Linked DNA regions of Mus musculus: all the other regions are linked to region 2. Evidence: chromatin contacts called from public HiChIP or PLAC-seq and promoter capture Hi-C data. All regions are on one chromosome and are shown on one strand. The core of a region is the stretch at or near the end of the contact, and the rest is flanking DNA. Distances in the headings are between cores, read along the strand shown. Region 1 holds the start of Kdr (kinase insert domain protein receptor). Region 2 holds the start of Cep135 (centrosomal protein 135). Region 3 holds the start of Rest (RE1-silencing transcription factor). Region 4 holds the start of Polr2b (polymerase (RNA) II (DNA directed) polypeptide B). Region 5 has its middle 19 kb from the start of Rest. Region 6 holds the start of 1700017L05Rik (RIKEN cDNA 1700017L05 gene). Region 7 has its middle 100 kb from the start of Gm32727.

The links. Promoter capture Hi-C pulls out the DNA fragments that hold promoters and counts their contacts. HiChIP or PLAC-seq counts read pairs in DNA pulled down with a chosen protein or histone mark. Capture Hi-C pulls out chosen DNA fragments and counts their contacts.
Region 1: a promoter capture Hi-C map of adipose tissue shows a contact between it and region 2, with 2.4 times the contacts expected there. The contact joins the promoter of Kdr here to the promoter of Cep135 in region 2. A contact is called at or near these places in 2 of 39 promoter capture datasets (hippocampal neurons and stem cell-derived epiblast-like cells) and 1 of 9 other capture datasets (adipose tissue).
Region 3: a promoter capture Hi-C map of pre-B cells shows a contact between it and region 2. The contact joins the promoter of Rest here to the promoter of Cep135 in region 2. A contact is called at or near these places in 14 of 39 promoter capture datasets (the 3T3-L1 cell line, 3T3-L1-derived adipocytes, the C10 cell line and 9 more), 1 of 484 Hi-C or Micro-C datasets (regulatory T cells), 2 of 115 datasets of contacts at active chromatin or transcription factors (bone marrow-derived macrophages and pancreatic cancer cells) and 2 of 9 other capture datasets (adipose tissue and liver).
Region 4: a promoter capture Hi-C map of pre-B cells shows a contact between it and region 2, with 2.8 times the contacts expected there. The contact joins the promoter of Polr2b here to the promoter of Cep135 in region 2. A contact is called at or near these places in 4 of 39 promoter capture datasets (hippocampal neurons, liver and pre-B cells), 2 of 484 Hi-C or Micro-C datasets (CD4 T cells and pre-B cells), 2 of 115 datasets of contacts at active chromatin or transcription factors (memory CD8 T cells and microglia) and 2 of 9 other capture datasets (adipose tissue and liver).
Region 5: a FOXA1 HiChIP or PLAC-seq map of pancreatic cancer cells shows a contact between it and region 2. The contact joins the enhancer-like site here to the promoter of Cep135 in region 2. A contact is called at or near these places in 8 of 39 promoter capture datasets (the 3T3-L1 cell line, embryonic stem cells, hematopoietic stem and progenitor cells and 4 more), 1 of 115 datasets of contacts at active chromatin or transcription factors (pancreatic cancer cells) and 1 of 9 other capture datasets (liver).
Region 6: a promoter capture Hi-C map of liver shows a contact between it and region 2, with 5 times the contacts expected there. The contact joins the promoter of 1700017L05Rik here to the promoter of Cep135 in region 2. A contact is called at or near these places in 3 of 39 promoter capture datasets (liver and pre-B cells), 1 of 484 Hi-C or Micro-C datasets (CD4 T cells) and 2 of 9 other capture datasets (adipose tissue and liver).
Region 7: an H3K4me3 HiChIP or PLAC-seq map of bone marrow-derived macrophages shows a contact between it and region 2, with 5 times the contacts expected there. The contact joins the enhancer-like site here to the promoter of Cep135 in region 2. A contact is called at or near these places in 20 of 39 promoter capture datasets (the 3T3-L1 cell line, 3T3-L1-derived adipocytes, the C10 cell line and 12 more), 3 of 115 datasets of contacts at active chromatin or transcription factors (bone marrow-derived macrophages, fibro-adipogenic progenitors and stem cell-derived neural progenitor cells) and 1 of 9 other capture datasets (embryonic stem cells).

Annotation. Positions count from the first base shown.
Region 1 is chr5:75,976,853-75,980,038 of GRCm38.p6, reverse strand. It overlaps Kdr (kinase insert domain protein receptor), which reads left to right and starts at 1,584. Exons shown (of 30, transcript NM_010612.3): 1 at 1,584-1,937. The coding sequence starts at 1,871. Gm32727 (a long non-coding RNA gene) reads right to left here and starts at 2,707. Exons shown (of 3, transcript XR_868500.2): 1 at 2,061-2,707.
Region 2 is chr5:76,587,195-76,590,490 of GRCm38.p6, reverse strand. It overlaps Cep135 (centrosomal protein 135), which reads right to left and starts at 1,792. Exons shown (of 26, transcript NM_199032.3): 1 at 1,567-1,792.
Region 3 is chr5:77,263,979-77,266,963 of GRCm38.p6, reverse strand. It overlaps Rest (RE1-silencing transcription factor), which reads right to left and starts at 1,470. Exons shown (of 4, transcript NM_011263.2): 1 at 1,176-1,470.
Region 4 is chr5:77,308,750-77,312,019 of GRCm38.p6, reverse strand. It overlaps Polr2b (polymerase (RNA) II (DNA directed) polypeptide B), which reads right to left and starts at 1,536. Exons shown (of 25, transcript NM_153798.2): 1 at 1,390-1,536. The coding sequence starts at 1,408. It overlaps Noa1 (nitric oxide associated 1), which reads left to right and starts at 1,934. Exons shown (of 7, transcript NM_019836.3): 1 at 1,934-3,113. The coding sequence starts at 1,964.
Region 5 is chr5:77,244,669-77,247,857 of GRCm38.p6, reverse strand. No RefSeq gene overlaps it. Among named protein-coding and RNA genes, the nearest start is that of Rest, 19 kb to the left of the region's middle. Within about 2 kb of position 1,352, at least 165 of the 459 cell types and tissues checked have an H3K27ac peak or open chromatin away from gene starts, as enhancers often do. A contact at or near this core is called in hematopoietic stem and progenitor cells, liver and pancreatic cancer cells, where this site is marked.
Region 6 is chr5:77,463,475-77,466,846 of GRCm38.p6, reverse strand. It overlaps 1700017L05Rik (RIKEN cDNA 1700017L05 gene), which reads right to left and starts at 1,359. Exons shown (of 2, transcript NR_131050.1): 1 at 1,030-1,359.
Region 7 is chr5:75,875,666-75,879,083 of GRCm38.p6, reverse strand. No RefSeq gene overlaps it. Among named protein-coding and RNA genes, the nearest start is that of Gm32727, 100 kb to the left of the region's middle. Within about 2 kb of position 1,298, at least 15 of the 459 cell types and tissues checked have an H3K27ac peak or open chromatin away from gene starts, as enhancers often do. A contact at or near this core is called in bone marrow-derived macrophages, where this site is marked.

The DNA.
Region 1 (3,186 bases), core at 335-2,834, 610 kb after region 2:
CAAGTAAATACACCTCTTAGCTAAGAGGCCACACACCCAGGGGAACACCGATAAAAAGAACAAGCCAGAACCTTCAGAACGCTGTCGATAGGTACACCAAGCAGCCTTCATACGGAGTTTTCATTCGTGAGGAGCTGAATATACAACAAAGCTAAATGTGAGCAGACCAGGCATGCCTCTGCTAAATGAGGATGCCCACACCAAACATGCCCAAGATCTTCAAGTATAATTTTATTATATAGATTCGCTATGTGTTGACATGTTTTTATAGTGAACCTGGATTTTACAAACCCTCCTGGTTTGCCACCTGCTTCTGGCACCATACTTGAGGCTTAGGCACGTGATAAAGGAGCATGCCTGTTTCCCCCCTTATTTTTTTTAAAGAAAAGCACCATGTTACATCATTAATCATGCATATCAGTGTAGTTTAGATCCGATGTAGAGACAATAATCTTATCTCTTTGTCTGGCTGAAAGACTGTCCTTTAAACTATCATTCTAAATGCATTTGGTTTTTGCCAGGAGTAAAACATGTCACAAGATATTTGTTGTCATTTCCCAGGCGTGGAAGGAAAGGAATGGAAAGAAAACGAGGGGTGAAGGCTGCTGTTCCTCTCTAGTCGCTACTTGAAGTCTACATAGCTGGGGGGGGGGGGGGGACTGTTCACATGGGACCGGTTTCCTCTTTGTTCCTACACTGGCGCCTCTGGCAAGAAACTCTCCCTTCTCTTCCCCCCAAGCATATCTTGGCTGAAAGGTCAGCTCTGAAAAGGGGCCTGGCCAAAGTTACTGTAGGGGACCGTGGTCATGGAACTGGGTAGACAAAAGCACTCTAGCAGCCACTGGAGAAGGACCGGGGGCTCTTCTCTGTGCATTTGCCCTGGAGCCCTGACCACCGCCAGCTCCCTGCATCTCCTTGCTATGGGTTTTCTGGACCGAGCCAGGCAGGAGTTCACAACCGAAATGTCTTCTAGGGCTAATCAGGTAACTTCGGACGATTTAAAGTTGCCAGATGGACGAGAAAACAGTAGAGGCGTTGGCAACCTGGATAAGCGCCTATCTTCTAATTAAAACATTCAGACGGGGCGGGGGATGCGGTGGCCAAAGCACCATAAAACAAAACTTCCAAGTACTGACCAACTCACTGCAAGTTTGTGCCCCGAGTACATCTAGGTTCAGGGGTTCTTGTCTTCATGCTCCCAACTGCGGGCGGATTTTTGGTCCCTTGGGACTTTCAGTGCAGCGGCGAAGAGAGTTCTGCACTTGCAGGCTCCTAATGAGGGCGCAGTGGGCCTCGTGTTTCTGGTGATGCTTCCCAGGTTGCTGGGGGCAGCAAGTGTCTCAGAGCCCATTACTGGCTACATTTTACTTCCACCAGAAACCGAGCTGCGTCCAGATTTGCTCTCAGATGCGACTTGCCGCCCGGCACAGTTCCGGGGTAGTGGGGGAGTGGGCGTGGGAAACCGGGAAACCCAAACCTGGTATCCAGTGGGGGGCGTGGCCGGACGCAGGGAGTCCCCACCCCTCCCGGTAATGACCCCGCCCCCATTCGCTAGTGTGTAGCCGGCGCTCTCTTTCTGCCCTGAGTCCTCAGGACCCCAAGAGAGTAAGCTGTGTTTCCTTAGATCGCGCGGACCGCTACCCGGCAGGACTGAAAGCCCAGACTGTGTCCCGCAGCCGGGATAACCTGGCTGACCCGATTCCGCGGACACCGCTGCAGCCGCGGCTGGAGCCAGGGCGCCGGTGCCCCGCGCTCTCCCCGGTCTTGCGCTGCGGGGGCGCATACCGCCTCTGTGACTTCTTTGCGGGCCAGGGACGGAGAAGGAGTCTGTGCCTGAGAACTGGGCTCTGTGCCCAGCGCGAGGTGCAGGATGGAGAGCAAGGCGCTGCTAGCTGTCGCTCTGTGGTTCTGCGTGGAGACCCGAGCCGCCTCTGTGGGTAAGAAGCCCACTCTTTAGTAGTAAGGCGGAGAAGTAGGGTGCGGGCGGAGAGTGGGAATAGAAGAGGACCTAACTCGTAGAGCTCTAGAGACCCTCCTCCCTTGGGTGTTCTTTCACTTACCAATGGGGAAACTGAGGTTCAAAGACTCTTCCGAAATGACTCAGCCAGGATTCTACTCTCCCCCGGGCATCGGTTGGAGCGTGTCCTGCGGAGCCGTCACAGCCCCTGGCGCTAGGTAGGCAGGAGTGGAAAGGCGGCCTGAGCCGGGGCAGGAGATGCTCCCACTGGCAGGAACAGGCGGTCAAACGCTGGGAAGCCAGCTCAAGCCAAGCGGCCCGGCTGGCATCAATCACTCCGTGCTGTTGCCCACCGCCCTAGTGTGGGGCAGGGAATCCGCCTCTGGCTCCGCTCCCCTTTAGCTCCAGCGTGTAAGCGCACGGACTATGTGAGGTGAGGTCTCTTCATAGAGCAACACTTTCCTCCCTCAACTTTCTTTGATGCAGAATGCTATTTTTGCTGGTAGGAGGAAGACGCGGCTTTCTCTTCTGTGACAGCTTCTCCAGGTGTATTAAACTAAATAACTCTCCACTTACCGACTCCAAAGCGCTGGTCCTGGGGTAAACTCTGAAAGTCTCAGAAACTCTTGAGCTTGGCACCTAGTTATAGGTCACTTTTCTTGTTTTAAAATGCCCTCTGCTTCAAGGTTAGGCCCACACTCGCTCTTGGGCTTTTGTGCAATAATTTCCCTTCCCTTCCCTTCCCTTCCCTTCCCTTCCCTTCCCTTCCCTTCCCTTCCCTTCCCTTCCCTTTCCCTCTTCCTTTTCCTCCTCCTCTTCCTCCTCTATTTCTCTGTCATTTCCTTTTTGAAGCCACAGTTTGCAGATTTCCAATCTCCACCCATTGGAGAATGGAGAATCAGGAAAAAAGAAGTCAATTCTGCAGAAACATTCCTTGCGCCCTAAGAGAATCGCATGGCTTAAAAGCATTGGCACTGACATACGGCGCCAAGATCGCCTGTCTAGAGCTATTGAGTTTTCCTCATAATGACTTGGTTCATCAGGCTAGCTCCACCACGAGTGCCCTCTTGTTCCTGAGAAGGCCGCACTCTCCCCCTTTCTGGGAAGAGAAAGACAGCCTGGAACATGTGCTTGCCCTGGGTTCCATAGAGAAGCAAGTTGCTTTAAAGCCCAGAGAATTCCTAGTGTAGCAGCTTAACAGCGTCCCGTTCTCTGAATAAGATGGAGGT
Region 2 (3,296 bases), core at 543-3,042:
GTTTCACGGGCCTCTGGAGAGTCTCTGGAAAGGATAGATCTTTTTTCCCAAAGTGATAGAGGACTGCCTGGGGTAAGTTACCCAGGCACAGACATTCATGGAAAGTGCTTAAAGGCACACTGAAGGTGCATTTCACCGTGTAAATTTCACTCCCATATTGGTTCTTTTCATTATTTTGAAATATACCATCCTGACTGGTCTAGAACTCATATTATTGGCCAGACAGCCCCATCTTTTTCTTCTGCCTGTGCCTTTGAGTGCTAGGACTACAGATGTGTACCACCAGGCCCAATCTTACTTCCTTTTTTTTTTTTTTTTAAGTAACACACATGTAAGTAGCTCAGTATACATTTTTATGCTTGTCTATTTCTATGCTTGTTTGTTTACCGTATCCAGGGTTAAGCACTGAGCCTATGACATGGTAGGAGAGCACTCTTTACTGGGCAATACCTCCAGCTGTTATACTTGTCTTCTCAAACACCTATGATTATTTATTATCTCTACCAATCTGCCCTAAAATTGAGTTATGCAGAGACCATTTCTAACCTTTGCCAAAAAATTGTAGTCATAGAACTCATGTTTCTAAATCAAATAAAAATTATGTCCTTCACCACTAGTAAAAATTATAAGTGCACATAAATGAATACATGCAAAACCTGATGCTCCAAACACCCATTGTGGGATCGAGTACCAATGTCACCGTTCCTATTTAAAGCATAAAGCCAAGAAGGCTGTCCCAAGAAAATAGCTTCCCCAACCACAGGGCTACTTCTAAATTAGTGTTTCTTCTTGGTTATCCCCGTTAACAAATCTAGGATCTTCTTTTAGAGGCTTCCCCTAGGGCTTTCTAGGTCCCTCCACAAAAGGACTTGATTGATGCCGGAGGTGTTTTACAGAAACTCCTGTGCTCACAAGAAAAACATCTGACAAGATAAATTAGCGGGGCAAACTCCAAGAACTATGCCCCCTCCTTGACAGCTGCCAACTCCGGGTACCAGGAAACCATCTTTCTCCATCCTTCATGAAGGCAGAATGAGAATACGAATCAAAAGACCATGGGCCATAATAAGTAAAGTCCTCCAGGCTGGGGGGTGATATGTACATATTAGGGTTTCCCCTATATTCCAGATCACAAGCTTTAAATCAAAACAGCCGAAAAGGGTAGGTTCCGCAGTTACAACTAGCTGTCCACTAAACCCTGGGGCGTTGTTGTCTCAAAGCGGGCACCTCTTACTTTCTCAGAAATATGCAACCTGCGGATACAGTAGCGTTTAAAAAAACCAACACCAGAGTGCGGGCACCGCAAAGGGCACGGGCCGGAGCGGCCAAGCAGTCCTTCCCCGGCTCAGGCCGGAGGGTGGAACGGCAGTTCTCCTCGGGTCGGCCCCGGGCCGCACGGACGGACGGACGGACCGACGGACTGTGGGACGGTCCCCGCGCCGCCCTCCCGCACTTCCTCCCGGCAGCGCCCGGGCTCCCGCCCTCGCTCGGGGGTGGGGGTGGGGACCGCCCCGGAGGCCCCGCGACCCGGCCCAGCCCCCGCGGCCTCCCCCGGGTGCGCCTCACCGCCGCTCCGTCCCGAGGTACATCGCCCTCCGGACCCGCTGTCCCCGCTGGCTCGTCCTGCTGCGGCCAATGGCTCCGGCACGAGCGCGGTTTGAAAATGGCGCGGAGAGAGACGGTCGCGGCCCACAAGGAGGGAGCGCCGCCGTTGCCCCGGTAACGGACCGGAGCGGCCCACAGTGGCGGCGCGCGCGCCGGCCGCCCGGAGATGGCGGCTTTCGGCCCTCGGTGCCCGGAAACGTAACGGCCGGCCGATGCCGGGGCTACGGCGCCCCCTGGCGGGGAGCCCGAACCTCTGCGGTGCCCGAGGACCTTGCCAACTGGCCGCTGGCGGTAACCATCAGCTAACCCCCAATGACCTTTCACAGGTGAATTTCTGCTGATCGCCCTGTCTTCCCCCTGGATGTCACTGTCCTTGCAGCTTCTCCTGGCTACCACTTGATAACAGTTATTGCCCCGTACCCATGTAAACCCCCAGAATAGAATCCGACCATCAAAACCTACTTGTTTACGTTTCTCCCTGCTGCTTCCAATTGTGGGCTCCTTGAATCAGATATTCTTTTATTCAACTGTATTTCTCTAGCATCTGTCACAGTATTTGTAAATGTTAAATTGAAATGAATTGCTTACAATAGCTTGCTCATGGTTACAAAGATCATGGTCAAATCCCCAGAGTCCACCACTCTCCTAAAAACTTTCTAGATGGTTAAGAGTTGAGTTTTTGTTTGTGCGTGTTTTGTTTTCTTTTGTTGTTTGTTTCTGCTTATATTCCTTACCAAGCCGGCCTTTCCTCTGACTATGTACTTTGTCCACTGCTCAGCACGGAACTGTATGTTGGGATGTGAATTGCTCTGTGCCGATTCATTCTTTGTTTTCACGTCTCAGTCTCCATTTTGTGTGCTTTGTCCGTTTTTAATTGGAAGTTTTAAGGAGCTAATGAATCCTGTAGAGATTTTTATACCATCTTGCACATATACAAGTAAGCATATGTTTATGTAAAGACAAATATCTTTTTTAAAAAAAGTCATAAATATCAGAAATTGGCTGTGCATAGCCATCTAGTGAAGATAGATAACATTGGTGGCCCCCCTTACCCCAAACACACACCAACTAAATGTTAGAACAAAACTCAGTGAAGAAATACAACGGGGTACATGGGATTGAAAGCTACAGTTAGCCTTTGTTCCAAGTGGCATTGATAACCCAGAGTCAGGGTCACTGCTGACCTCCGAGGCCTAAGGTCAGGGATCCTGGCACACAAAACTTGAAAGATGAGAATGCAGAATGCTGCTGCTTCCCACCCAAGTCCTAGCGCTTTAAGCAAATTGCATGGCTGTGGAGGCATGGAGGAAAACAGATGCCCTCACCACAGAAAGTGAGCTTTGTAGACTTAATATCAGCACCAACAGGAGTTCCTGAAACACTTAGAATGAGGTTTGCCTAGAGGCTGGTGGGGTCCTGATTGTAAGGAGGAAGAAAGCCAGATGTAAAGGTAAAAGAGTTGCTTTCACTGAAAACTGATGCTGTAGTTTAGATCTGAAATGTGGTGGTCTGAAGGAGATTGGCCCCTATAGCCTCATATACTTGAATAGCATGACCCCTAGTTGGTGGAACTGTCTGGGAAGGATTAGGAGGTGTGACCTTGTTGGGAAAAGTGTGTCACTGGGGATGTGATGGCTAACATTATATTGATGGCTCACTTTAAAACTGCTTGAGAGAAGCAGAAACCAAAA
Region 3 (2,985 bases), core at 221-2,720, 680 kb before region 2:
CTAAAAGCGGGCCGCTTCACCTAGAGTCTAAAACACAAGCTCGCCCGCTCACTCGCTCGCTCAGTTACATGCCCCAACAAAAAGTTGAGCCCGAATGCCATCACAGGAAACGGCTCTCCCCTAGTTCAACAGCCCCACGGATTCCACAACGGACCTCAACATCCACTCTAAAGCTTCCCCCACGCACCTCGGCAGCCACACTCCCAAGGAAATCTCCACGTCTCTCGGGCAGACTGTGCTAAGCACAGCCCGAGAGCAACGTGTTGCACCGAATTCCTATGTGCCGCTGCCACCAGCGCCGGCCTCGGCGGCGGCATTCCTAACTGAAATAGGCATTCGGCCATTTTCTCAAAATACCAAACACAAAGCAGCTCTTTGCAAACTTGGGCCCTCTTGCTTCCTCTCCGCCACCAACCCGCGGGCGGTGCCTGGGCTCGGACCTCACGCGCTGCCCACCACCCTAGAGGCGCCTCCCCGGCCGGCCGCGGCCCCGCAGCCCCCTCCCCCGCCGCCCGCCACTAGCCCGGCCGGGACTGGGCGGAAAAGTTACCTCGCTACCCGCGTCCGATCGGGCCTGTACCGGGGCTCCGCGGCGCCCTCCCGAGGCTGTCGGCCCCCGGTCGCTGCGAGGGGCCCCACGCGGGCCGCCACCGCCGCCCCCGTGGCCCGGAAGTTTGCGAACTTCGCTCCCCCGCTGCGCAGAGCCAGCGCGGGCCGCAGAAATCGCTGTCCAGCCTGCCGCCGGCGCCGCCCGTGCCCCGGGCTGAGTCAAGCGGGGCGGCCGCCTTCCGGCCCTGCTACGACTGGGGGGGAGGGGGCGGCGAGCCTGGGACGCCGGCGGGGCCGGGGGCGTTGGGCCCGAGGCGGAGGGAGGGCGGAGGGGGGAAGTTTCAGGACCGCGGTCACCAGCAGCGGCGCTCCGGCCTCCGTGGCCCCGGATCTCAGCGCCGTGCGGAAGGGCCTCCCCGTGCTCCGCTGGGGGCCGATGCCCACGCCGCTCCGCACCAGCCCCCGGCCCAGCCCGTGACTCGCTCCGTAACTCGATCCCGCCCCCGCCCGGCCGCCGCGCCGCCCGAGCCACAGTATCTGCAAATCAGCCCTGGACAGCGCCTCGCGCCGCTCCGCGCCTGCCCGCCGCCCTCCCCCGTCGCTCTCCTCGCTCCGCCGCGTCCTACCCTCTGAACTGTGCGCCCACGGTCCGCCACCCCCGCGTCGCCGCCGCTCCAACTCCTTTTCTTTGTTGCTGGACTTTCGGGGGAGGGGAGGGGAGGGAGAGCGGGGAAAAGTTGGGCGTCGAGGCCCTCGAGATCCCGGGGTGCGATCGCGGAGCGGGATCAGACCGCCGGCCCTGGTTCTGCCGTCGCTGCGGTCCCGGCCGCCCGGGTCTGGGGCCCGCGGCCTCGGCGGCGCTCCTCGGTCTTCTGCTGCTGCGCCGCGAGCTCGCGGGAGCCGCACATTCCAGCACAGGACGCTGCGCCGCGCACCCGGCCCGCGCCGTCGCCGCCCGCCCGCCCGCCGGACACGCCCCCTCGCCGTCCGCGCGCGCCCGCCGACACGCCCCCTTCCCCGCCCGCGCGCGTGGCCGCCGAGCGCGCCCCGCCCCTCGGTCCCGAGGCTCGAAGTGGACTCCTGGCCTGCCTGGGGGCGCGCCTCGGGGGAAACTTACCTAATCCGCCCGGCCCCCGACTCCCGCCTTAGGCTCATTAAAGGGGCGGAACCTACTCCCTGAGCTTCTTTCTTTTATAAACAAATAGCAGAAGTTAGCCCCAGCCTTACCCGGGCGTGCACGAGAATTGGGGTTGTTGGAGGAAAAAACGTGCAGGCATTGACCGCCCTCTTGAGAAGTATTGTCACTGGCCTCTTAAGTAAGGCTGAAGCCTCGAAAAATACTGTTCAGGCCTGGCGTGTGGGCTCTCGCCGTTAATCCCAACACTCAGAATGCTGTTGAGACTGGAGGATCAAGAGTTAAAGGCCGGAGTTCAAGATCAACCTGGGCTACTTAGGGACACTAGTGCAAGAAATTAAAAAACAATACAAAACCCGAAAATCGGCCCTGGCTGCACAAGTCTGTAATCCTACTTGAAAGGCGTGAGCACCAGGAGATCCAGGTCATTGACTTGACAAATTGGGGGGCCCGGGGGTGGGGGATTGCTCTTGTCTGCAATCAGACTCAGAATTCAGTAGACAGAGGCAGGAGGATTGCTGAGAGCTTAAAGCTTTAGTGTGCTATGTAAGAATTTTCAGGCCAGCCATAGCTACAAAGTGAGACCTTTCTCAATCAAAGAAACAAAATCTAAGTGCCTGCCTACACAGATCTTTATGCTTAACTGTAATTTTAAGCTTCATGAGGTCAAAATGCTTTCACATTGCAAACTCTTAACCAGGAGAAAATCAGTCCTTGTGGGGGTTGAGACAAAGCCAAGTCCAGTTCAGTACCTGACGTCTTATAATGGGGACAGGGAGTCTCAGGTCCTGTCCCTTCTCACCTGAAATGCTTTTTTAGCCTGCTTTTAATGTCTTCCTGGAAGTGGGCCTTGTAGCCTTTAATTTGTAGTTAGTGAACTACCAGCTAGAGTTTAAAGCTCTCGGCCGCCTTCAGGGCCCGGCATTTCCGGATCTAAATGTGTGAACCTCTCGTTGGCATTACTACAGAGGTAGCAGCAGGTGGGTGCTAAGAGGCTGGAAGCAGAGCTTCAGGTTTCTCTGACATTTTCCTTTACCTCTTTTCTGGCACGCTGTAGAACCCATCTTTCAAAAAAAAAAAACAAAACAAAACAAAACCCTACAATATATTACTAGTTGGTACAAAATTGAAGGCAAGGCGGAATGAAGGCCCTAAGGTACTTGACCACCAAAGATTTCAATGGCTGTTTTTTCTGGGACAGTCTCCCTACATAGTCTAGGCAGGCATCCAAATTGTGGTCTTTCCACCTCTGGAGTGTTGGTCTTACAGGTATAGGCCGCTGCGCACCAGAGTCTTTTCAG
Region 4 (3,270 bases), core at 287-2,786, 720 kb before region 2:
CTAGATTCATGCACAGCACGTTCTGGGAACCAAACCCAAGTCCTCTGCAAGAATGAGCGACAAGTACTCTTAACTGCTGAGCCATCTCTCCAGCCCCCTTGATTCAGAAACTCTGAAAGAGAGTCAACTCATGCCCACCATGCCCTGTACAGCTTTCCAAATAGTATGACCTTCCCCCACCCCCTCCATGCCTAAGACTGACTGCAGAGCATGGCCCACACTAGGCAGTACGAGCACCAGGCTACATCTCCAGTCCAGTAAGAAAGCTTCGTTTGAGCATCACGCTCCTGTTAAAAGTATCTGAAGAGTGAAATATGCTCTACAGAAATATATAGTCTGAGGGCCATGAACCTGAATTCAAACTCCAGGACCTCTATGGTACACCCCATGAGTGCGCCCACATTCATACATATGCACAAAATAAATAAATGTCATATGGTTTTAAAGCTCCTAAATTTCCTTCAAGTAAGAATAACTTTAAAAAGAATATAACGATTCTAATAGATTCTAATGAGGTATGAATGGGTCTGAGACATTGAAGCAATTTTAAAAGTTAAAGCGTTTGCTTCTATTGTTTCCATGAGAAAAGGGGGAGGGAGGGGAATGCATAGGACAGCCACAAAGTTGGGAGCTGGAATAAAATGATTTTTGATCAGAGAAAAGGGAGCTTAAAAAAAACACACACACAACATGAAAATAAAATGGGTAGGACTAAGAAGTGTTCATACAAAAAGTAAAAAGCCATTTTGTCCTCGTGAAAATGGAAAACATACCATCCTAGAACTGTCATCTCGTGGGAAGTGACCGCTTAAGGCCATCTTTTAAGGCAGTTTACTTAAACTGAAGACAGTGTGAAGGAATGTCAACCCAGAACCCGTTCTTTGTCCCTAATACGTCCAGAGTTTAACAATGTCTAACACAAGGACGTGGTCAAAAATTGAGCTTCCTGGGCCTAGAAATATGGCTCAGAAGCAGAGTATGTGCAGACAGGCCCTGGGTTCAATTCCCTGTGCCGTTTAATAATAATAATAATAATAATAATAATAATAATAGCTATTCAATAAGTCGACTGAAATGATAAATGAAATCAATCAACATCAAACAACTAAATGTTAGTTAATAAGCTACGCTATGTCGATTCTGGAAGGTGGTTACAGATTTAACGGGAGGCCGTGTAGGGAGCAATCAAGCCGACCCAGGAACGTGAACCCCGAGCCTGCACCGCTAGCAAAGCCCACTTCGTTCCCGGGCTAAATCGTAGGAACCAGGCTGCCGGGAGCCCGCGCGCCACGGACGGGATGCGGCGGCTGGCGCTGATCCCTGCTGCAGGTCCCCCGCCGTCCCGCCTAAGGGGCTATAGCGTGAAGCGTGCCTCAAGCGGTCACTTACCCTCGTCGGCGTCATACATCTTGGCCAAAGGTTTCTGGAGCTCTTACTCGGAATCGCAAAGCTGGAGACGGGAAGCGCGGCGGCAAACTCAAGAGTGCGATACCAAGCAATGTCCGTCTCCGACGTTCCCAGAATCCTCGGCGTCTCAGCGAGGGGGCGGGGTGTGAGGCTTGCGCCTGCGCAGACGACTGGCAAAGGGTCTGGCTGGACTTGAACTACGCATGCGCGAGTGATGACTAGCTGGCTGCCGCTGAGGACAGACGGCTCCTTAGCCAGAAGTTAGGTTACGCTAATGAAAGTTTCTTGCTGCGTGTTTTGATTTGTTTGAAGATTTATGAAAGAAATGGCTCCGCGTGTGGACTGAGCACTGGAGAACCTTCTGCTCACCCAGCTCTATCGAGTCCGTGCCTTTGCACGTCTGCCTGAACTCTCGAGTTTCAGAGCTGTCATCGCGAGAGTGCGAGAATCGGCCGCACTGTTGGACAGTTCCCTCTCGTCTAGTCGCTGGGGGAGGAACTTCTCGGACGCGAGCGCGCGTGCGCGCGCGAGGCCCCGCCCTCCTCGCGCTGTCCACATGCTGCCCGCGCGCCTGGCTTGCGGGCTGCTCTGCGGGCTCCGGCGGGGCCCCGCGCCGGCCGCTGCGTGCTACGGCCCAGCACGGTGGCTTCTGGAGGGGAAGTGTGAGGTCCCCATCCGCCAGCGTGCATCATCCTTGGGCCGTCGGGTTCCCCCGAGCTCCACGGCGACCGAGGACTATGCAGAAGGCCCGGACACGGAGGAACGCTTTCTGTTCCCGGAGTACGTCCCGGAGCGGACCCCGGAGGAACAAGTGCGGGAGTTGCAGGAGCTGCGGGAGTTGCAGCAGCTGCAGCAGGAGAAGGAACGAGAGAGATTGCAGCAGCGGGAGGAGCGGCTTCAGCAGAAGCTGCGGGCGGGCTTCCGGACGCTGCCTGTCCCGGAGTTTCCAGACGCCTCGGTGCCGCCCAGCGGCATCTACTGCTCGGGCTGCGGAGCCGAGCTGCACTGCCAGCATCCCGGCCTGCCGGGCTACCTGCCGGAGGAGAAGTTCCGCGACGCTGCCCAGGCGGAAGGCGGCCCGGCGCGGACCGTGTGCCAACGCTGCTGGCTGCTGGTGCACCACGGACGAGCCCTGCGCCTGCAGGTAAGCCGCGATCAGTACCTGGAGCTTGTGAGCGCAGCGCTGCGGCGTCCCGGGCCGGCTCTGGTGCTCTATATGGTGAATCTTCTAGACCTGCCGGACGCCCTGCTGCCCGACCTGCCCAAGCTGGTGGGCCCCAAGCAACTCATCGTGCTGGGGAACAAAGTGGACCTGCTGCCCCAGGACGCTCCCGGCTACTTGAAGCGGCTGCGGAAGCGGCTGTGGGACGATTGCATCCGCGCCGGGCTCGTGGTGGCTCCTGGTCATCAAGGACCACAGTACCCTGCCGGGGATGAGCCACTGGAGGAGATAAAGAATCAGAATCCGTCCTCCAGGTCCCGCACGGTAGTCAAGGACGTGCGACTGATCAGCGCCAAGACGGGCTATGGAGTTGAAGAAATGATCTCTGCTCTTCAGCGCTCCTGGCGCTACCGTGGTGATGTCTACCTGGTGGGCACCACTAATGCTGGCAAGTCCACTCTCTTTAACACACTCCTGGAGTCTGATTACTGCACCGCCAAGGGCTCCGAAGCCATCGACCGGGCCACCATCTCCCCCTGGCCAGGTGAGGCCCCATTGCTGAGAAATTAGATTTGACCCAGGCACCTAGTACATATCCTTAAATGTCCACCTTGAGCTGCCTGGAGCCGTCCCTTTAAAATGTCTTTCCTCTCTTTGGACATACCTCTTGTGACAGGTTAGTGTTTGGAAGTTCGATGCAT
Region 5 (3,189 bases), core at 103-2,602, 660 kb before region 2:
TATGGACCTCTTGTGTACCTGGTATGCAAAGAGGCCAGAAGAGGGAATCAGATCCCTAGAACTGTAGTTAGAGACAGTTGTGAACTGCCATGAGAGTGTTGGGAATAAAACCTGGTTCCTCTGGAAGAGAAGCCCGTGCTTTTAGTCCCTGAGTTTTCTGTCCAGCCCCAATAACTAATTAACTATCAATTATTCAGGCAGCATATGTGATGTGTATAGGAGGAGGTGTGAATGCAGGTATTCTAACACATATGTGATGTGTGGAGGTCAGGTCAGAGGATAAGTTTTAGGAGTTGTTGCTCTCCTACTCTGGGATCCAGGATTCAGCTTGTCAGTTTGGCAAGACAAGGGCTTTACCCACGGAGCCATCTTATTGACCCACATTCAAGAATGTAATGATTTGGATTGGGCTTTGTGGTACATACTTTAATGCCAGTACTCAGGGGAAAGAGACATAAGAATTTCTGTTAACTCGGCGGTGGTGTTACACACTTAATCCCAGCACTTGGGAGGCAGAGGCAGAAGCAGAGGCAGGTGGATCTTTGAGTTTGAAGCCAGCCTGGTCTACAGAGTGAGTTCCAGGACAGCCAGAACGTCAGTTTAGACTACATTTTGGAACTCACTCTGTAGACCAGGCTAGCTTCAACTCAGAGATCCTCCTGCCTCTACCTCCCAAGTGCTGGAATTAAAGGTGTGTGCCATTATTATTATTATTATTTAATTTTTTTTTCGAGACAGGGTTTCTCTTTATAGCCCTGGCTGTCCTGGAACTCACCTTGTAGACCAGGCTGGCCTCAAACTCAGAAATCCGACTGGCTCTGCCTCCCAAGTGCTGGGATTAAAGACATGTGCCACCACACCCGGCTATTATTATTATTTAAAAATTTATTTATTTATTATATGTAAGTACACTGTAGCTGTCTTCAGACACTCCAGAAGAGAGGGTCAGATCTTGTTATGGATGGTTGTGAGCCACCATGTGGTTGCTGGGATTTGAACTCAGGACCTTTGGAAGAGCAGTCAGTGCTCTTAACTGCTGAGCCATCTCTCCGGCCCCTTTTTATTATTTTTAAGCCCTCAGTAAAATATCGGTTCTTTTCTCTGGCATTGCCTGAAATGTCTAAATCCTTTAGGAGAGCTTCAGTGTGGTTGGTGAAGATGGTTATGGGAGACATCTGGAAGGCAGCACCACCCCTCAGCCAGCTCCTCCCCTCTCCCTCCCCCGCCCTCTGAATTCCCCTTCTGCGGCTTTATAATATTAAGATTCATTTGCCTACAGTCAGAGCAGCTTGGGGACCTGACTAAGATCTGAGATGCAGCCAGGCGTGGTCGCACACGCCTTTAATCCCAGCACTCCGAAGGCAGAGCCAGGCGGATTTCTGAGTTCGAGGCCAGCCTGGTCTACAAAGTGAGTTCCAGAGAAACCCTGTCTCGAAAAAAAAAAAAAAGATCTGAGATGCAAGTGTTACCTTCAACCACGTGACAGTGGAGAAGCGACAAGAAACCCTCATATTTCCGTGTGAGCCAACCTTGGGAAGTCCCGTTAGCTCATGGTGTCTTGTTCAGTGGAGCCTCGCCCACTTTGGCTCAGAAGTACTTCAGCTAGGGCTGCTGTTAGTGAGGCGATGGTCTCCATTGTGGGCCTAGCCTCCCTGGGTAATTGACAGCGACAGGGGCTGCTGAGGAACACCGCAGAGCAGACATCAAAGGCAATTATTGAAAAGCCCAGCTTTGGGGAGTGAATAGAGGCAGTCACAGAGAATGTCATCGGCAGATAAATTCCTTAGGTTAAAACTCTGAAAAATGAAACCCCAGGGCTTTCTATGAACAAGAAGTTTGCAGCTAAAGAAGTTGCCAGCCTGTGCTTCCTGCGGTCGAGTGTCTCATGTTTGCAAATACACTTCATTCCAGAACCTCAAACACCGTTTGATTACATTACCTAAGTCCTCCCATCTGTTCACGCCGCAGTTTCTCCCTGCCTGCTTGTAGTAAATAATTACACTCCCGGCTCTGCGCAAGATTCTGTTTCAAGCTTCTGACCATGACCGGCTGAGCAGGGAGACACAGAAGTAACAGGGCTCATGAGTTATCACCTTGGCAACTACATCTGTCAGGATTGGCTCCAGGAGGGAGGAACAAATTCCTCTCTAGCTCCTCACAAAATCGAGTAGACCTGATGTTTAAGTGGTCCCGAAGAACTGAGAGCCCCTCCCCCGCTTCTTTTACTTTTTGTTTTGTTTTGCTTTGTTTTGAGACGGGATCTTACATAGTAGTCTAGGCAGGATGAAACTCACGAAAATGTTGTACATTATAGATAGATGGGCATAGTATCCTGACTATAATCGCAGCATTCGAGAGGCTGATGCAGGAGGATTAGGAGTTTGGATCTTGCCTGAGCTACAGTGTAAATTTTTGTTTAAAACAGCAGCAGCAGCCCGGCATTGGTGGCCTTTAATCCCAGCACTTGGGAGGCAGAGGCAGGCAGAAACCCTGTCTCGAAAACCCAAAAAAATAAAATAAAATAAAATAAAAAACAGCAGCAGCAGCAGCAACAACAACAATAACAATAACAAAAGTCTAAAGCTGGGTATGTTGGCTCACATTTATAATTCTGGTAATGAGTGGTCTAAGGTAGGATTGATTACCTTGAATTCCAGGCTAGCCTGGACTATATGATAAGTTCTGGGCCAACCTGGAGTACGAAGGGAAAACAGTATCTCAAATAAATAATAACTCTGAAGATCTTCTTGAAATGAAATTCAGGTAAATTTTGGGGGGGGGGTGTTGCACAGTGGGGATCAGGGCTAAGCTCTGGTGTTTGGTAAATGTGGGCTACATCACTAAGCCACACCTAAAGTCCAGAAATCTCGATGAGCTTTGAAAAGCTAAAATAAATAAATAAATAAATAAATAAATAAATAATCAGAAGAATGTGGGCGAAGCATGGACTCTCACAGCGACTGGCTACATCCACAGCTGTTCACTTGCTCCCCATTGCTTGCCTGAGAACACCAGCTCTGTGCTGGGCTCACAATCCTTCTTTGAGCACAGATGTGATTGAAGCGTGGAGTTTCCAGGCTGTGAGGAGCTGACGTTGTGGCTTCTGTGGTTACAGATCTGTCTCCACGGGAACAGAGCTCCAGCCTTCTTTTGTTTCTTGCATGGAATTAATGAAGCTCAGAGTCACGG
Region 6 (3,372 bases), core at 110-2,609, 880 kb before region 2:
GGAAGGAATGGAAAAACTATAATCTACAGCCTAGGAACACTTATTAAGATGAGATTTAACCAAAGACCATAAAATCTTAAACGGTAGATAATAAGGTCAAGCCAAGTTACTATTTTCAGCTCTGAACAGATGACGAGACAGGAGGGCATAAATGAGAATTAAAAGAAGAGAGATTCAGAATAGATCAGAAGGTTACCAAAAATAATCAATGGCTGAAATGACTTTCTGGACTCGTTCACTTGTGCTGAAAATATTGAGTCATTGAAAAAGTAATGAGATGATATTCTTGGGAAATGGAATAGTTAAAATGAATGGGTTCAGACGGAGCCAAAGACTTTAATCATCCTAAAAAGAAACACTGGCTAGGGCAAGCTGAGGTTTCAATCTAGGGAGATAACAAGGTAGAGGCTAAGAGGCCTTTGCTTCCTACATTCCACGGGATTAGCAACCCCTTCAAAGGTGCAATACTACCAAGTACTCCCAAGGCCTGCTGTGAATGGTGCATCCTACCGGATGCTAGCAAGAGAAATGAGCAAGGCACACACTAGAAGAGAGAGCTGTAGAGCCACTGTCAGCCAAGCTCCCACGCACCTCTGAGATCATCCCAGTGAACCTGCAAAGGGCCATATCTTCTCACTCATAGTGTCAAGGACTGAACAGTCTAGAAGTCTGGATCTGCCATTGGGCACTTGTAATTCTTAGAGAGCTCCTGTCACCTCTGCAGGCTCCAGCCTCCTGCTCCTTCCTTATTGGATCTCCTCATCTCCTCTAGAACTAGACCTCATGTGTCTGCTTCTGCTTCTCCATGGCAACCCATCAAACACAGGCAGTGTAAGGTGGGCCTTCTTGCTTCCATATTAAATACTGTCATATCCTTCATATGACATGATTTCTAGACGCTTTGCCTTCCTGGCCATCCATCTTCCCTCAAAAGACTCTAAGCATCAATCACTTATGCACACACACACACACACACACACACACACACACACACACGAGTGACCCCGTATAGTAGTTATTGATACATGCCTATTAATCTGTATCCTTTCGCTGTACAAACCATATCTGTGAAGACAACAGCCTTGCTAGATCCTGAGAGTCCCTCTAGGGAATCATCAAACCCGAGGGTAGTACTGGAAACCATCATATGTGTCCCAGGGACAGCCTTTGGCAGGGATGGGCTGTGACGAGCATCTTTGTAGAAAGACAGGGAACAGATTCCCCCCAAGCCTTTGTACCATACAGAACTCTCCTCTGGCAGACCCACGGGCCTCTCATTTGGGACAACTAGGATGGGAAGGAGACAGTGGCAAAAATTCACACAGACCTCCCCATCTGGTGTTCATTCCAGCGTCTGCCGCTCGGTAAGCAAATGTGTTGGCGGGATTCAGGGTTCTCATTGTGACGTAATACATACTCAATTGTCAGAAATCTGGACAGCAGAACGGGGTGTGTAAGAACCAGTTCGTCAGGACCCCACCACCCACGGAAAGCATGACTAAGACTGTGCTAGAGGATTTTTGCCAGTCCGTTTCTTTTTCATGAATATGTAGCTGTGTCCCCAGTGAGACATAACTTTATCATATTTTGTTAGCAAGAAAATCTGCAAGTTAGAAGTCGCCGGCCACTTTCATGTCTAACAAGCCATCTTGGGACACTTTTTTTGCCTCCTGGAAACAATCAACCTGAGTTTCTTTTGGCTTGAGGTTTTCAGATGAAAGTACCCAGCGTCCAGAGACCAGGATGGCAGCCAGGGGGCAGTGTTTCTCTCGACATACACTGCTCTCCACCGCTCCCTCCAAACTGAAGCCACCGTGCCTGGGACTGGTGGAGACAGTGTGAAAGAGGCCTTGACAGGCCCTCGGGATAGCATACAAGGTCCGCTGGCTGTGTCTTCTTCCATTCACTAATAATAGGTTCAGCTGGTCTAAGGCGGGTGCCTCGGTCACTAACTGTTGATGTTTGAAGGTGTTCAGGGCTCAGCCCTGTGCTGAGACTGGAGCCTTGTACGGTATACCATCACAGCATCGTGGGCCTGATTTAAATATCAGCTACATCGGGACCCAGAGCAATGTAAATGGGGAGATAGAACTGGACGGGAAGTTCCTTCACGATAGGCTCGAAAAGTCACCAATAGTCTTGACAGGAAACTCCGAGAGCCACAAGGACTGTACAAGGTTCAGCCTGCCAGCGTTTTATCATGGATTAGAGAGGAGCTCCTTGTATCTTCGGCTCTCCACAGAGCATATCCGCAGTCCATGACAGGGGTGGGGGGTGGGGGTGGTTTCTTCAGTGGAGAAGCCATTGATAAACCACACATGCTCCAAATAACCTCTCACCCATACAAGGAATCTTAATTGGATTCAGTAAGTCAAACACACACACACACGGGGGGGGGGGGGCATCAAAGTAGGATGGGGGCTTGTTGGAAAGTGGGGGGGGGGGTTCAACAGGAAAAGGAAGGGGATGAGACAGGGAAGAGTGTAAAAAGGACTAAAATTTATGATAGACATTGAGGAAACTGTCAAAAATAAATACGAACGATTCTTAAGACTCATTATTTTAATTATGAGTATATGTGGGAGAGGTATGCACCCCTCAGTGCAGGTGCCTGTAGAGATCAGATGAAGGTGTTGTGTGCCCTGAGTGTGGAATTGCGGGTAGTTGTGAGCCTTCTGGTCTTGGTGCTGGAAATCAAATTCTAAACAACTCTTAACCTCTGAGCTACCTTTTAAGCCCAGTAAACAAAATTAGTTTAAAACAACCAAAGCAATAGGTCACTCCCAGCCTACTGACCTGAGCCCAGTGGCCAGACCACACACAGAGACACAGCTGGATGCAGTGGCACACATCTGTAATCCCAGCACTCTCACCACAAGATGCCAGGCAGAGATGAGAGAATCAGCCAGACCCGGAAGTTCACAGACCAGGCAGCCTGGACTACACAGGGCTGTGGCAGAAACAAGACAAACTCTCCCCTCAACAAAGTGGAAGGCAAAGAACCCATTTCCTAAACTTCCTCTCTGACCTCCACCACATGCATGTAGCACACATGTGCACGCACACACTAAATTTAGAAAAGGCAGACTCTGGATGCAAGTAGAAATATATCTGGATGTACACACGTGCACATAAGGGAAATACGAGGAGGGTGGAGGTCAGAGGAAGAGGAAGGGATGGAAGAGGGTGATGGGCAAAGAGGAAGGAAGCATCGGGTTCACTTATATGCAGAACAAATGCTGTGTGTGTGTGTGTGTGTCTGTGTGTGTGTGTGTGTGTGTGTGTGTGTAGGGGGGACATAAAAGCAGGGGACTGTCTGGGTGAAGAGGATCATAAAGCAACAGAGAAAAGAGATATAGAAAATGGAGAGAA
Region 7 (3,418 bases), core at 49-2,548, 710 kb after region 2:
CAAAACAAATGGTTTCTCCTTTCAGGTCACAGCAATGAGAAAAGTGACTAATGTAGGGTGTGAAGAAATTTGAAAGGTGAGTTGTCATGGGCCAAGTGAAGAGAGAGGCAGAAGGAACACACGCCCAACCATGGGACAAACCAAAGCCTTAGAGGAAAGGCCACACAGTATGCAGTAGCAAAGAAGAGGACCTAGAGACAGAGGCAGAGGCTAGCGAGGAGGCATAGTGACACTTTCCCAAGAACAAGGGCACTTTCTGAGGGATTTTAGCAGTGCTTCCTACAGGTTCTTGGCAACGGGGTTCACTTGGAAGCTTGGGGAGATGCCAGTCCTTCTGCCTTGATGATAGGAGAACACAGAAGTCTTTGGGGGGTGTCAGTCTTCACCTTGGCTAGGATCCACTTCAAAAGTGGCTCTGAACAGAAAGTTATTAAGAAAACTCCCCAGCCAAGGTGATGGAGAAGGGCATTAGGGATCAAGCACAGCCGAGAAGGAAGAATTCGGCTGGAAGGTTCTGTGATCCTCGGCCAAAATTCCATGAGTGCTTCGGGAGTCACCGACCGAAGCAAGGGGGGCAGGTCGCCAGGATGTATGGGCTTCTCTGTTGCCTGGTGATTTGTCTTTGGGCATGCCCTTTGAATTCCAGGTTTTATTCTTTCCTGGGGGGGCAGGAAGGGACAGAATCCTGGAAAGTGCTTGTTTTTATTCTGATCCGTTAGCCTCTCCTTTCACCTCCGATCACACCAATTCCAACACTGGACCAATTCTCACCTTTTCATCTTTGCTCCTGCTGCTCAGAGCTGTTCCTTCTGCTACCCACAGACAGCGACTATTAACATGTCTGAGGCTTTCCTAATGGTGAAGGAGAAGTATGCCAAAGTTATTGTTCACTGATCATAAGGGTTCTGCCCCTGGCCTTTGAGCAGGCGGGTGTGTCTCCCTGACCACACTCTTTTCCAAGATGCCTACCTAGCTATTTCCTTTCCATGAAGTCTTTGTTCAAATGCCACCTCCTTGCCTAGACCCACTCTAATGTTATTTAATACTAATTGCTTCCTAAAGCCTCTTACTGAGTTCTCGTTTCCCCCTTCCTGTCCCCCTATCTTACCAACCTATGCAACTGATTTCCTGATTGGGGATTTTGTTTATTGTCTATTTCTCCAAACTAGAAGATTCATTCACCGGGGGACCCAAAGCATAGCATCAGCAGCAGCTGTCATGCGGGAGCTGTTCCTTAGGGGAGCACTCATGGGTGAATGCGCTCTCTCAGCACAGCGAGGAAGGCTTGACTTCCTCTGTCTTCTCTTACTGTGTTGGTGGGGGACACCTCTGTCATCTAAGATGCACTGCCTTGGGCATAGACATTACACAACTCTGGGGTTTCCTGGAGCATCTCCAATGCACAGGCATCTTCTTGGCACACAAGAATGAAGCAAGGGACATGGAATTGTTCTCTGACAGTCTTCATGGACCAGGGGGGGTTGGGGGGGTAATAACAAGAAGCAAACACTTTGAAACCCAGAGCTGGATTTCTAAGCCTGAGAACTGCTGGGCAGGGTGAACGCTCATGAAGACTGAAAGTGTCAGGCCAGCCAACATGGGCAGCCCCCAGTCAACAAGGTCAGAGAGGAACTCCACGCAGGAAGTCATCTATTTTTGATATGCGCTGGCTTTCCTGTTTTCCTCTGTGCGTTGCTGCAGGAGCCCACTTCCAAGAGTTTTGTTGAACGCTTTCCTCTCCCCCATTTTTTTCTTCTTTTTTAAATTTGGATGCAGCCTTGGACTTCCAGAGAGCAAATGTTCTCTTGTTATTTTAAGAAAGTGGGGAGGCTGGGCCATCCGTTGGGCTGAAACAATGCTGGACTAATCTGTGGTGTCAGGGTCTCTGAGGTGGCCGTTTGAATGAGGAGGGAAAATTAGAGACACAACCCCTCACCCCTGGGGAACCTGGTGAAGGTGCTATGACCCGGCAAAGATGAAGTGCACACATGCAGAACAAACCAGCAGCCAGGAGAGTGCTCACCAAGCTGGCCAGACTTGCAGGAACCATCTGACAGTCTCTCCTCTCCTCCTATCTCACCACACCCTGTGGAACTGAAGAGAGACATTCTTTTCATGCCCAAAGCAGTCCAAGGCCCTCCTGGGTTCATTTTTCTGCCTAATTATCTGTCAAGTGACGTCTGTAGGGCTCATGTTTTCCAAGCTCCCACTACAGATTATCAGTGATTTGCTTATCCCTCCTGCTGGCTTTCACCTCTGATGCTTTTGATATCTCTGCAGGGCCAAAGTAGCCAAAGGCTGGCAGGTAGCAGAAGCAACCACAGTCAGGTTTCCTGAGCACAGGTTCTTCAAAGCAGAGCCATCACCCTGAATGAGTCTAGGCTGCCTAAAGCCAAGTGCACCAGATGCCAGTCTCTGCACCCTGGACGCTGGCTAAAGGACTTTGAGTTAGGGATGCTCCTTCCTTCCAGCTCCAGGCTGTCTCTATGACAAGCTTCCTGCCCTGAGCTTGCAGATGTTCACGTAAGCAACCCTGGGAATGGCGATCTCTAGGTGTTTACCCCCTCGGTCTCTATCTTCTGTGTGAAGTATTGAAGCCATATTGCAATGACCAAGTTGGAGATATACAAAGGTTTTTCTAGTAGTTTGGGCAGATTACTTAGGTGGGGGTGGGGTGGGGTGGGGTAGGGGGTGGGGGTGGGGTCGGGGGTGGTCACAGAATAGACACGTTCGAGCATGCTCCACCAGGATTAGCCTCTAAGCAAGAGAAGGTGGGTGATTACTCAATGCCTGACCCAGAATTTACCATGTTCAAAATGATTTTACACATCGAGCAATGTCTAAGTTAGGATTTCTATTGCTATGACAAACATCATATCCGAAAGCAATGTGGGCAACAAAGGGTTTACTTGGCGTACACTTCTACATCATAGTCCATCTCTGAGGGAAGTCAGGGCAGAAACCGAGGCAGGAACCCAGAGGCAGGAACTGAGACACAGACCCTGGACGAACCGCCTCACTGGGTTGCTCCCTATGGCTTACCCTAGGGAAAGTCAGGAGGCTGGGCCGTCTGTTGGGCTTGAGCCATGCTGGGCTGATCTTTTGTGTCAGGCTACTTTTTAATATGACCCCAGGAGCACCTACAAGGCCATCACTCTCAGTGGGCTGGGTCCTCTCACATGAATTATTAGTCCAGAAAATGCTCCAGGGGCCATTGTACAGGCAATATGAGAGACACAGTTTCTGAACCAGGGTTCCCTCTTCAGGTGACTGTAGCTTGTATCAGGATTTCAAACAACAACAACAACAACATTCAACCAGGTCAAGCAATGGGTTCAAAAGGGGTGAGGATGGAACCAAATGTTCAATAGTCCACTATGGGAAGGACAGAGGGCCAGCACCGTGTTCTGGCTGTCCA